2 separate regions of the Columba livia genome follow, and region 2 is linked to region 1. Evidence: chromatin contacts called from public Hi-C data. All regions are on one chromosome and are shown on one strand. Each heading gives the region's core, a stretch centred on a gene start, on an enhancer-like site or on the middle of the called end of the contact. The rest is flanking DNA. Distances are from core to core; before and after follow the strand shown.

The links. Hi-C and Micro-C count contacts between places; a contact is called where the count stands out from the background.
Region 2: a Hi-C map of liver shows a contact between it and region 1, with 1.9 times the contacts expected there. The contact joins the promoter of LOC102095021 here to the promoter of MGAT5B in region 1. A contact is called at or near these places in 2 of 2 Hi-C or Micro-C datasets (crop and liver).

The regions. Positions count from the first base shown.
Region 1 is chr18:6,392,410-6,395,109 of bColLiv1.pat.W.v2, forward strand. MGAT5B (alpha-1,6-mannosylglycoprotein 6-beta-N-acetylglucosaminyltransferase B) reads left to right here and starts at 1,274. Exons shown (of 17, transcript XM_065034679.1): 1 at 1,274-1,488. The coding sequence starts at 1,421.
Region 2 is chr18:6,567,839-6,570,538 of bColLiv1.pat.W.v2, forward strand. It overlaps LOC102095021 (GTP-binding protein Rhes), which reads left to right and starts at 1,262. Exons shown (of 1, transcript XM_005503140.3): 1 at 1,262-2,700. The coding sequence starts at 1,758. The coding sequence ends at 2,384.

The sequences.
Region 1 (2,700 bases), core at 24-2,523:
GGACCCCAAAACTAGTTTGTAAAAGGGGGTGGTTGGCTGCGTGGTGCTGGGAGGTAGATGCTGGCAGTAGACAGTTGAGCCACATCAGGTTGTTGGGGTTGAAGGGATGTTTGTCACCCAGGGAAGCAAGCAGGTTGGAGAAGGTTTGGGAAGGGCCATGGGAGAAGAGTGTCCCACCATGGGAAAGGCAAAGGGGCAGCTTTCCCTCAATGTCATCTTTTGCTTTATGGGCCCATGGTGGTATGAAGTGCAGAGGGGGACGGCTAGCCATGGGGACAGCATGACATGAGGGGGCCCCATTTGTACCACAATCCCCATGGGCAGCAGCCTGGTCCTGTCCTGGGGCCTGGCCATACGTGCACACCAAGGAAAATGCTCTCCTTCCAGCTCCTGTTGGTTTGGTGCTCACCATGCAGGGTGATGTGTCCCCTCCCTCACAGCTGGTGAGGCAGCTGGGCACCCTGGAGACAGGGGATGGAAATGGGGTGTCCCCAGGCTCTATGCACATCCAGTTCCTTGAAGTCCAAAGCTCCTGGAGGCCTTTTGTGCCTGTCACCTTTCACGTGTGAGCCGGGAACACCTCTGCTGAGCTCAGCAGCTGCTTCTCCTGCCTCGGCTCTCATAGCCACTACTTTGTCTTCCCAAGGACGCCTCCCTGCCCCATCCTGCCCCCCTACCCCCATACCACCCTGGTCCTTTTGGCAACACCGGGCGTGCCTGGGGACACTGGAAGCCACATTGTGGGCTGTGACTGTGATCCCCCAGAAATAAAACTGCGTGATGGGGAAGCAAAGCCTCAGGCTGGTGCTGCCAGAGCTTGACTCCAGACCTCTGCTGTTCCCCAGAAGTGCAGCTCACCTTGCTTCTTGCAGACCCCCAAAGTAAACAGCCCCCAGCGGGGGCTGCACAGTGGTGATCCTGGTTTAACCTCCCCAATTTTCACAAGGGCCACCCCCGGCTCCCAAAGTCACCACGCTGGATGGATGCGGCCTCGAAACGGCCATTCTCCCCCCAATAATATCTCTTCCCCATCATCCCGAGGGAAGCACAGCACCCCCAGCTCCGGGGAATAACCCCCGGGCGCCCCCCAATGCCGCTAGATGGCGCGCAGTGCCCGGCGCAGCCTGCGCGGGGCGGAGTTTCCTGCGCGGGGCTGCGCGGAGCAGCGCGGAGCGGGGCAGGGAGGGGAGGGCGCTGCGCCCGCACGGGCTGCGCGGAGCGGAGCGGCCCCGGCGATGGGCTCGGCCGGCAGCGGGTAGGGCTGAGGGCGGGCGGGGAGGAGGCTGCTCCGCGCCCGCTCCGCGCCCCGCCATGCGCCTCCGCGGAGCCCCGCGCTCCGCCCGCTGAGCCCCGCTCGCTGCCTCGGTGGGTGGGTGGGGGGTGCGGGGGACGCCTCCTCCCCCCCGCTCAACTTTGAACGATGATCACAGTCAACGCGGATGGGAAGATAATGGTCAGAAGATGCCTCGTCACCTTGAGACCCTTTAGGTAAAGTTGTTTTCCTTGTCCGGGCTCCCCCCGCCTTGCTCGGCCCCCGCGGTTCTCGGAGCACGTTTTGCGGGGTGGGGTGGGCTGTGGATCGCTGTGCGGGGGCGGATTGAGCCCATTTTAGGATGTCAGGGATCCAGGTGAGTTTGCCCGCAGGTTTTGCACGCTGGTCCTGCAGCACTCGCTGGCTGGTGGCTCCCAATTCACTCGTCATGCCGGTATCTTTTGGGGCTTAATTATAGGGCTGTTTGTCTTTTTTAATACGTTTCTCAGAAAAGTGGGTATTGGTTCCTCTGGTTTAAATCTGCTCATACTGATGGGGATTTTGAAACCCGCCCTGAACCGGCAGCAGGGCTGGGGTTGATATCCAAGCCTGAAATTCTCCGGCTCCTGCATGCCTGTGCCCACCTCTGGCTTTCTTCCCCTTGGTGTAACTCCCCATTTTTGCCTCCATGCGTTTGCTTTTCCCCTCCAGTCCTTGCTCTTCAGTTTCCTTATTTCAACAGATATGTGCTTTGGTTGCTCCCAGGCTTCAGACGTATGGGAGATACCAGTAATTCCTTGGTTTTAATATGGGAAAAGGGACCAGAAACATTCAGAAAGGGAAAAGGCAGGTGGATGAAGCACAGGGTGGGGTGAGCCAAACCCAGTGGTTCCCAGTGCTCTCTGCTGTATTTGGGGGCTGGGGATCACTTGGGATCACTGAAGGGATCTACTTGCTGCCTTTTGGCTTAGCCCTGGAGGAGGGGGCTGTGCCTGCACTGCTTGCTCATGCTCAGGTTTGGGGATGTTGTCTGGCTCTCCCCTGGAGTTGCCTGTTTCTGCGATTCCTGCTGCTGGATCCCGCGGCAGTCCCCAGGGTCTGGGGGACAGGACCAGGGTGATGTCGGGAAGCAGTGGCGGAGCAGGGACATGAAAGGTCCCCATGGTTCAGGCTTGTGCCTTGTGTGGGGCGGGGAATGACTGTGAGAGAGGTGGGAAGGAGCTACACACCTCAGGGGTATGCTCTTTGCCTGGCTGTTTGCTTTCTTAAGTAGGTTTGAAGTCCATAGCGAGGAATTGACTGTCTTGAGCATGGCTGTCCCTGGGCATCACTCCTGGGGTGTGGGGAGCCCATCTTCAGTGGTGACCTGGGGTCAGGCTGGGAGAGCACAGGCAATGAGCTGCAGGGTGGTCACAACGTCCCTTTAGAGATGGGGGTCTGTGTGCACG
Region 2 (2,700 bases), core at 12-2,511, 180 kb after region 1:
CTTTCTAATTAGAAAAAAAGACAAAGCTTTTTGGCTTTCCACATCTTCCGAAGCTGGGCTTAGATTACTTGCCATGCTGTGCTTGCTCACTGTCTTTGGCTCTTTGTTTCCACCGATGTCAATGGCACGCCAAGCACCAAAACATGATCACTGTTTCATTCACATGCCTAAACTCAGCACCCTCTGCTCATCCACCCCTTCTCCTGGTGTTGGCCTGTCAAGGTCCTGTGGCTGTGCCGTCACATCTTCTGCACCCTCAGCTCCTTCTGAGCACCACGGCTCAGTCCTTGGCTCCTTTGGGCTCTTCTCATGGCACAGCAAGAGCTTCACTTGCGCCAGGGAAGGTGCTTCATGGGATGGTGCAAAACTGGTGCACTGGGTAGTTTTGGACACCAGTGCCAGTGCTGTTTGGGACCCAACCTTTTCCTGCTCCCCGGGCAGGCTGAGCCGAGGAGAGGACGCTGCTCATTCCGATACAACCTCTTGGCTCTCCTCATGATAGGATCAGACAGAGAAGGCTCTTAATATGGCTGAACCGTTAACTGGGGAATTACAAGGCAGGAATAATTCTTGTGAAAAGGGCTTTTGAAATCAACAAATCCAGCCAGAACAAAACACAGAAACTACAGAAAGAAAACCAACTGCGTTAAAACTACAAAAACCAGCCCAAAGCTAGAAAAAAAAAATACATAACCAAATTGAGCATAAAGACTTATTTTAACTTTCAAGCAAGTTCCCTTTCTATTTGCATTTCGCATAAATCAGCTTCTGAAACAACTGTAGCATGAAACAGGGAAGGTAACGGCTGAGGACACACACCCAGACGGGGCGACCTGCAGCTCTACCGGCAAACACGCTGCCCGTCCCCACGGAGCTGGGACTGACACGCATCCCGCCTCGCACCCCATAAATCAACCAGCCCATCGGGGCCCCAGTCCCGCTGAACCCGGGTCAGTGCCAGCGGTCCTGCCTGCTTGGCATCCACCCATGGAGATCGCGGTCGCTTTCAGGGAGAGCTTATTTTCCCCTCTGGTTAAATATTCTACAAAATCAAAGAATAACAGACAGCTGAACGTGGAGATTATGACATATGGGTTTCAGAGAGCTCTTATTTTCCCCCTCAGGTCAAATATTTCATAGGTTTACAGAAGAGTTGGGCACATCTGCAGCAACCCCATCTGCAAACAAGTCCCCAGCCCCAGACAAGCGCAAGAAAATGATGTGGGTGACACCAACCCCTTCCATGAGCCACCCAATGGGCGGGGGACCCCCCACCGAGACCACGCCAAGAAACACACATTAATCTCCCGGGGGGGACAAAAGGGCAGGACGGCTGGCGCAGCACAAGGGCTGGGATGCTGCCGGCTCCCCGGCAGCGCTGGGCGATGCGAGCGCGATGTGCGCTGTAGCGCGGTGCTCTCCGTCCGCTTTCCAGCACTGAGCTCCGCGGATTGGCCCGGAGCACCCCGCTCTCCTCCCTCCCTGTCCTCCCTCCTCCAGCACCCTCCAACCCACGGAGATTGGACAGCCTGGTGCCACATGGCAGGGGAACCAGGATAAAAGATGAGCTGGACTTGGGGAATGTAGCGTCCGCGGCAGAACAGCCGGCTGAAGTTCGCAGGGAGGTGGCACCAAACTTCCCCGGCTGCATTGAGCCGGCACAGAGGAGGACAGACACAGACAGACAAACGGACGGACACCAGGGCTGTGGCCACCCAGGGACACTGCGGAGCATCCCGTCCCCTCTGCGCCCAGCCATGTCCTTGGTGGTGAAGGAGAAGAACCATGTGCGGTTGGTCTTCTTAGGTGCTGCCGGCGTGGGCAAGACGTCGCTCATCCGCCGGTTCCTGATGGACACCTTCGAGCCCAAGCACCGGCGCACGGTGGAGGAGCTGCACAGCAAGGAGTACGAGGTGAGCGGGGCCACGGTCAAGGTGGAAATCCTGGACACCAGCGGCAGCTACTCCTTCCCAGCCATGAGGAAGCTCTCGATCCAGAACAGCGATGCTTTTGCCCTGGTCTATGCCGTAGACGATGCCGAGTCCTTCGAGAGCGTCAAGAGCCTGCGGGAGGAGATCCTGGAGGTGAAGGAAGACAAATTCCCTCCCATCGTGGTGGTCGGCAACAAGGCGGAGAGCGGCAGCGAGCGGCAGGTGCCGGCGGAGGACGCCCTGTCGCTGGTGGAGCTGGACTGGAACAGCCGCTTCGTGGAGACGTCGGCCAAGGACAACGAGAACGTCCTGGAGGTCTTCAGGGAGCTGCTGCAGCAAGCCAACCTGCCCAGCCGGCTCAGCCCCGCGCTCTGCAAGAGGAGGGAGACACTGCCCAAGGAGCAGGGGCTGAGGCCGCCCATGAACAAGACCAACAGCTGCTCGGTGTGCTGAGCCGGCCGCCCGGGGCTGGGGGGAAGGCGCCGGCAGCACCGGCACCGGCTGGAAACTCAGGTGGGCTGGGTGGGGAGAGGCGCCGCCTCGGCCAAAACCAACCCTGCTGCCTCCCACCCTTTCCCTCCTCTTCCTCACCCAGCCCGCCGGGATCGGGGAGAGTTGGAGATAGCAAGGAGGAGGGACCTGGAAGGGATGCTGGTCACCAAAAGGGAGCGGGGAGAGGGTGAGATCCCAGAAAGGTGGGAGGTGTGCCAGGGACACCGCCGTCGGTCAGCCAGCACCATGTGTGTGTGCTGTGGCGAGCTTGCAGGCT